Regions from separate parts of the Columba livia genome. Here region 1 is linked to region 2. A link is a contact called in public Hi-C data. All regions are on one chromosome and are shown on one strand. Each heading gives the region's core, a stretch centred on a gene start, on an enhancer-like site or on the middle of the called end of the contact. The rest is flanking DNA. Distances are from core to core; before and after follow the strand shown. Region 1 holds the start of CCNL1 (cyclin L1). Region 2 overlaps TIPARP (TCDD inducible poly(ADP-ribose) polymerase).

Region 1 (4,415 bases), core at 1,508-4,007, 120 kb before region 2:
TGGAAAGAGAAAGAGCTGTTCGCCTTCTGCACACACCAAGGAATCTGGGATTTTCACCTTCGGAATAATTTGAGTGTCAGAGAACTGAGCCAACTATGGTGATGTTTGCCCCAGCTCCTCTTTTTATGACTATTTATTTAATCTTTGGTACGTTCAACGGACTGTAAATTGCTTTTGAGACGCTTGGCGCTGGCATGGTGGGTTCACCGGACTTTTCTTTGCCGTGTTCACTCAACATGGAAAAACGCTGGAGGTTTCTAAAGGGCCAGCGATGATCCGTCTCGGTGCTGGGCTTGCTTTATTCTATGTAAAATTGTTTTTAAAATCTCAGTAACTGGATGGGAGCTTGTGGAAGGACCGGAACAGTGTGACCACGTTAACTCTGAATCCCTGCTGAGTCATGAACCTGCAGGTCCAGCACTACCTAATTAAATAGAAAAGTGATAGTTACAGTCTGGCTCTCAAACCCCAAACTATAAATGGAAAACAGCACTAAAAAGCAAACATTGTGCAGACTTAGTGATCTTTCTAAAAGCCACTGTTTGTAAAACCAGGAATGTTTGACTAATCACTGTGTCCACGACACGAAACCAGGTGCTGTAACCAGCCTCCTTCAGCGAGGGTTTCCTCCGCAAGCCTGCCAGACTGGGCTTCTGCACTAGTTTGTCTTGTCCCCGATTAAAAACCTTGGTTTTCTATCTCTCTACAAATGGTTTTATCTTAGGCTTAGCTCAGCAAAGCCTGGCAGCAGCTAACGACTCTGACCCTCTGCTCAATTAATGATTATCCTGCAACCTGGCCCCATTCCATGGGGTTCACCAACCGTGCGCCCTGCGAACCCTTCGCTCCCACCAGGTTTGCTCATCCTTAACCAAGGCAATAAATAAAATATACTTCCTGATTTAAAAGTAGCATTTCTTATTCAGTGCGGGGGCCAGACCGGGGGTGTCACTCCACAGGCTCATACATGGCTCCTATTGTCATTGCAATTCTTGACAGCCATTATCGTATTCCACACCTAACACAAGCTATCGGTTTAAGCAATGCTAAGCCACATTTGTATGTTTCACGGTTACCTCTCAGTTACCTATTTTAAAAGAATATGTCGTAAATCTCTGTCAATTTCAAGAATAGGGTATGATTACCAAGTACAAGGGTACTGTGGTTACAAGGTCTGCTTACACAAAGATTCTGTGGTTACAAGGTTGGTTAATCTTTAAAGGTTGCTGCCTTAATATTCTCCTAAACTATGAGTTCTATAATTCCTTAAGATGCCCCGCGGCTGGGGGGAGCGGCCGCCGGGGACACCCGAGGACACGGGCCGTGAGGGGACACCCCCCGCGCCCCCTCACAACATGGCGGAGGAGCCGCGGGGGGGCCTCCTGCCACTCAGGCCGAGCGAGCCAATCAGGCTCCGAAGCCGCCCGCGGGGGCGGGGTTTGCCTTCCTTTCGCAGACAGTTACGGCCCCGGCAAGTTAGTCCCGGCCTGGGCGTGTCGCCGCGGAGGGAGACGGTGGAGTGCGGTTTCCGTGAAGTGATGCAACCAGCGGCGGGTTGGTGATCAGTGTTTACTCAGAATAACCCTTTTATTTATTTCTTTTTAAGGAGCGCATAGGATTGCGATGGAAACGCAACCGTAACAACGCCCTACCCACTGGAGGAGGGCTGCTTCCCGTTGCAAACGCTCTTTTACTGGAAATAAAGATGCCATTTGTGGCATTTCTGTCACCAGAAACCAGCGGGGCCGCTGAACAGCCTTAGGGGATGTAACCCAAGTGGCAGCTTGTAAAAACAACCCATTTCTAGCCAATAAAACTCAATTATGAGTGTAGGTCATGGCGTGTGTACCCCCAATGTCAGGCTGGCGGGAGCAGCGAAATGGGAGAAAAGGCTCCGGAATTGGCCCCACGAGCTGTTCCCGTGGGATCCCACAGCTGCCCTGGGACCTTCTCACACTACTTCATGGATTTGTTCTTTTTTTCATGTGTAATACATTGTAAAATGAAGAAATAAACTTAACAGCAGAGTCAATTAAACTGCTAAGCGGTATTCTTTATTTTATCAGCCCTGGGGATCATCCTCCATTAGCGCTTCAGAGGCTCGATGCTCTTGCGTTGGTTATATTGCCGTAATTATTACATATGCATTACGACTTTTGAAAATGTTGACATATATCTATACTAAGAAATGATAATGTTAGTTATAACTGTTTCATTTCTTACTTACATCTATTATTAGTTAAATATAAGCTAAGCACTCTGCTTCTAAACTTCATCTTGTCTCCCTCTTGTGCAGTAGAATCCAAACTTGGGAAGTACCCCCTGTTTTTGCAGGTGGTCAGAAAGCATTGATCACATCGATTGGTTAATGATGGGTACATCTTTTATAACTTAATCACAGTGTACATTAATTTAGCAGCTTCTCTTCAACTGGAAGCACCAAACCCCCTCGTGCAGCCCGGCCACCAGCCACCCGGCCCCTTTAAAACCGAGTTTAACCTCCGCTGCGGTGAAGCGCACCGCGCAATTCGTTATTTGTCACCGTTTAGAAACCTTTCGCCGCGGAACCCGCTGTAAGAAAGAGCGAAGCGGAGCCCCATCCGGACCGCACGGCCGCTGTCCGCCCAGCCCCGCTCGGCTCCCGCACGGCCGGGCCGGAAGCGCTCGGGGCGGGCCCGGCGCCGCGGACTCTTTTTTCCCGGCGTGCCGCGCGCGGACGCCGTTGTGTGCTGCGTCACCGCGCCGGGCCGCGCTAGTCTGTGCGTGGCCGGCTGCGGGTGCGGACCGCTCCGCCATCATGGCCTCCGCCGCCGCCGCCGCGCACCCGGCCCCCCCCGCCGCCGCTCCCGCCGCCGCTCCCGCCCCGCCGCCGCCCACCGCCCCGGGAATTCTTATCGGCGACCGGCTCTACTCGGAGGTGTCGCTGACCATCGACCACTCGCTGATCCCCGAGGAGCGCCTCTCGCCGACTCCTTCCATGCAAGACGGCCTGGACCTGCAGTGCGAGACCGACCTGCGCATTCTGGGCTGCGAGCTCATCCAGGCGGCCGGGATCCTTCTCCGCCTGCCGCAGGTGGGGCCGCGCCCCGGGGCGGCCGGGCCGGGCGGGGGGAAGGGAGGGAGGGGAGGAAGGAGCCGCCATTGTGGCGCGGCGGGAAGGGCGGGGGGGCGGCGGGCGCCTCACACAAAATGGCGGCGGCGGCGGTTGGGCCCGTGACTGACTGGCTGACTCTTCCTCTCCTCTTTGCCCTCATAGGTGGCGATGGCAACGGGGCAGGTGCTGTTTCATCGGTTCTTCTACTCGAAGTCCTTCGTCAAGCACAGCTTCGAGGTGAGGGCGGAGCGGGGAGTGGGGGACGAGCGCACCAGGTGCTGGGCGAGGGGTGAATTTGGCCAAGCGCTCGTCAGACAGGCTGCTCTCTTCGGCCCTTTAAGCCATGTGTTTTAATATTTTTTTAGATGCGTAATTCTGGTTTTATCTGGATTAAAAATGATTTTTTTTTCATGAAAACGGGGCTTTCTTTCAGATTGTTGCCATGGCCTGCATCAATCTCGCATCCAAAATCGAAGAGGCGCCTCGACGTATAAGGGACGTGATCAATGTGTTTCATCACTTGCGTCAGCTAAGAGCAAAAAGGTAAGATTAGCTTCGTTACGAACATAAAAAAAGTTGTCACTAATGTATGCTGCAATTTTCAATTCACAGTATTTTTCCAGGCTAAGTTCAACGACCTAGACTTGAGAAAGGAGAGCTCTTTGGCTGTTGCCTAGGCAGTGCAGTCCTGCCGTTGCTTTTGGTGACTTGATAGACCTGTTTCCATTATTTCTATAGCTACAAGTCATGAGTATTGATCCTAGTTTTAGGTCCATGGCTGTAGTTCTAGGTCCATTGCTAACTGATTCTTAATGTCTTGTAGTTCTTGAAAGGTAGTCTTAGGCATGAGTGGTGAATTAGTGGGTTGTTGTGTGTTCTCCAGGCTTTGCACCATGTTCAGTAGCTTTAATGCTTTTTTTCTTGTTAGTATGTAGCTGTCCAGTCGTGGTTATGGTGCCAAGAAAGTATCAGTTACAAAAGATGAAAACTGGCTTTTACCCAGCAATGATAGTATTGCCTTTTAGGAAAAAAAAAACCGATTTTAGAAAGTATCTGGAAAAAAACACAAAACGGTTTGGTCTACAGTGTCTGCAGATTTAATGGCCGCACTTCAGCAAGGAGTTTGTAATTGAGTCTTGGAAGCTGAAGGCATCTTTAATTGCAAAAAGTGAGATCCGTGTTTCCCCTGGTACTGTGTGCTTGTGTTGGTGAAGTTGGGTGTAAACTCCCACAGTCTGTGCAGGTCTGGAGAACTGTCTGCTTGAGCTGCGGTTGTTTTCAGTCGGGAGTGCCTAATGCTGCTTTTTTGTGCGTAAAGCCG
Region 2 (4,249 bases), core at 908-3,407:
AAATTCAACGTCCTGCCTTGCTTACCTGCAAAATATCGTGTATCTGTCTATTCATGTACCTGTCACAGGCTGGAGAGACCTCAGGGACATTAAACTGATTAAAGCCTCAGGAACATTAAACTGATTAAAGCCTCCATCCAATTCTGAAGTTGATTTAGATACATGAGTTAATACATAAAATGATAGAAAATATGCCCACAATGGGGACAGGCTCGTTCGGTTTACATGGCATTTTGTTGAACTGGTGCACCCTCTCGTGGAAGTCTCTTAAATCAGTACAAGCCATGTGGATTTAGCGAAGGCCAAGGCAACAACTGCCATGCGTCTGTAACTAATATGAGCAATTCAAACTCATTAATATAACACCATGTCATTTTACAGATTTTTTTGAAGGTTAACTCTAAAGTGCTGATGACTCTGGAACACATGGATCCCATGAGAAGGTAAATAGTAACACGTGGATGGCAGTGCTGTGGTTTTGGTCCTTTAGGCTGACTCGTACTTAAACTAAACAGAACGGGAATGTTCCTTTATAAGGCAGCGTTGGCCAACTAAAATTTAAACAGCTCTAAAATTAACAGCTAGTGCTATCTAACACATAGGTAGTTTACTACCTACATGCAAATTATGTCCATTCTTCAACCAAAAATTCCAACCAATTATAAAGGGACCCCTGGAAGGTAACAGTACCATGGTATTTGACATCTGAAAAAAACAGCCAAGAGCTGCTCACTACAGCAAACCTTAATCACAGCTTCAGTTACCCAGTAAAACACTGATTCTACAAAGATCTGCAACACCTTCGAAAAACTGAAGGTGTGAATGAAGATCTCTGTAGATATCCCTTGAAAAGGTCAATCCTTACAATATAAAAGGCAGAGGTATTATAAATTTGACAGCTCTTTCTTCCAAGCTCTAAATGACTCAAACAGCAAGAGGAAAACAGCAACTGATTCACATCTTAAATTAAAAACAAATGACTAGAAGAAGTTAACACTAAATCCGACAAAACATTTCCTCTAAAATGCAGGAGATGAAGAACAAAAATTTGAAGCTTGGGAAATACTGTTCATGTTCAAATCATCAAATTTAATTGTGCCTCGTGGAAATGGCAATAATAATGGAAATTATTCACAAACATATCACATGCATTCAAGGGACACACAAAGTTCCAGATCAGCTGTAGCAACACTGGAAAGTTCTAACCCTCACTAATGATACAAAACCATCTGGAAGAAAGTGGGATGAGTCCTTCGTTTAGCCTAATACGTATGTAAGCAACCAACCAGAAGAGACGCAGCCGTTGCCTTAGAAATCCCGCATGTCTTCCACCGGTACTGCAGGGCACAGTGTGTCTGTGTTGACTCCCAAAGCCTCCCCACTGTCGATATTGTGAGCAGCTGGATGGATACAGTCTGCAGAACACATAAATAAAACCAGAGCGTTAGATAATATCCTGCAGAAAATGGCAAAATGATTGCTACGTTCAGCAGATGTTCTTTGTGTGAAATAGCCTTAAGTCACTATGAGTAGGAGACGCTTTACATTTTAGTGTGAGAATATGCATTTGAAAGATTATTTCTTTATGAGTTATTTTGTGGGAGTACACTAGACATGCTTTATTTCTAGAATCCAGCAATCTGTGTGTTGCTGAAGTCAGCATTACAGAAGGGCAGATGATGCTGCCTTGCTGTATTCATTCGGTTCAAGATTTTTTTCCTTTTATCTTTTCTAAGGTTTTTTAAATAAGGGAAAAAACCTAACTTGGAAGAATTCCCTTTAACATATAGCTGTAGGTTGAGTCTAGCCATGATCGGCTAGCTAGAAAACACAACGCTAATTCTGTTTTCTATGGATGAATTCATCTCCAATCCATACCAATATGGCGTGAAGTCAATGAACCTGGATCAATTCAGCGCAGAGCCAGCTCAAATCTGCACCACGCTCAACACGACCGCAGGCACGCAGCTATAACACGCTGCTGCCAAGAGCAGCTCCGCGCAGCTGTGCCGCAGGAGTTCTGAACTATTTTCCCATAATATGGGCTTTACATCGAGACAGATCCTGCGAGAACGCTCTGTTCCAGCTGGGAAGTGATGCCCTTCTCAGTGCTTGCACTGCTGTACCCCGCCTGACTCTCACAGAATCCTCTGTATCAGTATTAATCAGATTTCTTATCTCCAGCCTTTTCATTACCTATACCTGAGCTCAACCATTACCTGAAGTTCTACCACTGGCTGGAGAGGACTCCTGTGTACTTCATTCTGTACCGACCACTACAGCTAAATGGGTATTACCACAATGAGTTCAAACATTTGTCATGTTCAAGGCCAGGTTGTGGTACGTATGATTACAAATAACCGTTCAGAAGATGAAGCAGTCAGAAATAACTCCCTTTCTTCACTCATCCAAACATTCTTCACATGATACTTGAGTTTCTAGTTCATCCTTACTTTGGTTATTTGCATTTTAGAAGCCATCAGCACTTGGCTGGCCAACTCTTCTGTCTACAAGCTACAGGCTGAAATTCTCCTAAGGCCAAGATCCACAAGACTTTTGCCCAACTCAAGGCTGCAGGAATGGGAAACCCCGAGATAACTCACAGGTGGGAAGTGACACCAACCTCCATGAGATCCTCCTGCAATGCGAACGGCTGAAGCAGCAGAGGGCGGGTGGGTGCCGGGATGACACATTTCAGACCCAGAAACCCCATCTGGCTGACCCCCTCCCACTACCAGGGACTCAGACCTGAACTGGACCAGTGTAACCCCACTGCAGATCACCCGATACAGCCCTGCTGTGGGGACTACATGTGAACTGCTTATAAGACCCGAGACTTACTTTCACCCTCTATTTCTCCACCACATCACAAAAATCCAGTGTGACCTGTCTGAAAGCTCACGGTACCTCGGTGAGAGGTGGCACATCCCTCAAGAGTCCTGAGCAGGAGAACGTTACAGTTCCCCAGTGGCCTCCACACAACAAATGGCTCAATCCTCAGATCCTACCAGGCTGCAGAGCACACATGTGCAGCACCAGTCTGCACAAACCTACACTGGACCCAAACCAGGGGATTGTGTACTTGATCAGAATAAAAAGATATGCAAAAGGATGAAATAAAACCACCATAATTTTGCATTTCTCGCTTTCAAAGGCTTTTATTTGGATTATCTGCGGGATGTGCCTGCAGATCCCAAAGCCACACAGGAACCACACCTGTTGAGAAACAGATGCCCCAACTGCTGCATATTACGTTCATTCTTAATTGTAGAGTTTAGTTATTTTGCAAATATTGCATTTGATATTGCTTTCTAAAAGTGTGGTCAGTTCCATGCTCTATCTGGGATAAATGCTGCACAAACCAGTCCCCTGGGATACTATTTACAGACATGATTTCATTCATTTGGTCTACATGCAGAAGAACCTACCAACCACAACTTTAAAAATGCTAAAGGAGGAAACCAGAGCAGATGAAACCATTTCCAGACACCAAAAATGGGTCACATATGCTACCCTGAGCTCCCTTCAGATACAGTGACACAGAAATCCAGCAATTTCCAGCTTTTAGAAATGAAAGGTGAGCATAGCAATCCAATCTTTCAATGCAGTGTTGTCACAACGTAATGTCAGAATGTGAATGCGAACTGATAAATAATAGTCAGATTATGCCTCCAATTTTAAACCTCCGACATCACAGAACGTTTCAAAAAAAGCACAGTGCTCAGAAGAACTGGAAAGCTTCTCATCCGCCTTGTTCTCACAAAGACAGCAGAAGCTGCTCAGCTGATGAGCGTCATGCATGTTTATTCAAAGGTTTTTTTTCTTTTATTTCAACAATCCCAAATCAGCTGATTCAAAACTCAGAACACTAATCCCTCACTGCATGACAAATTTCAATACCTCCAAGTAAACAGGGGGATTTCAGAGCAATAGAAAAGCTCAATTTTGAACAAAGAGGGGTTTTTCCATCTTAACTGTAGTGAAACTTTTGCTCTGCTGTAATTTAATTCTTGGATATAGTTTAGTCCACTGACTCTGGAACAAATGCCATTGAGAAAGTTAGTTTGAATTTAGATGTGAATATGAAAACCGAGCAGTTTTCAAAATGATGGAATTTATTTCTCAACTAATAAGTTTTGGGGAGGATGGGAAGAGTGTAAGAGGAAACACAAAGAAATCTGTTCAGATTTCTTCTAGCCAGAATGAGGAAATACACAATTTCCCTCAAGAATTGCAATAGACAGCTGCA

Evidence for each region. A called contact is a pair of places that touch in the nucleus more often than the background predicts.
Region 1: a contact with region 2 is called in a Hi-C map of liver, with 5 times the contacts expected there. The contact joins the promoter of CCNL1 here to the enhancer-like site in region 2. A contact is called at or near these places in 2 of 2 Hi-C or Micro-C datasets (crop and liver).

What each region holds. Positions count from the first base shown.
Region 1 is chr9:1,445,290-1,449,704 of bColLiv1.pat.W.v2, reverse strand. CCNL1 (cyclin L1) reads left to right here and starts at 2,757. Exons shown (of 11, transcript XM_065073412.1): 1 at 2,757-3,073; 2 at 3,257-3,331; 3 at 3,528-3,637. The coding sequence starts at 2,798.
Region 2 is chr9:1,322,044-1,326,292 of bColLiv1.pat.W.v2, reverse strand. TIPARP (TCDD inducible poly(ADP-ribose) polymerase) reads right to left here. Exons shown (of 11, transcript XM_065073386.1): 3 at 1,287-1,415. Among named protein-coding and RNA genes, the nearest start is that of TIPARP, 7.5 kb to the right of the region's middle. Within about 2 kb of position 2,157, at least 1 of the 3 cell types and tissues checked has an H3K27ac peak away from gene starts, as active enhancers do.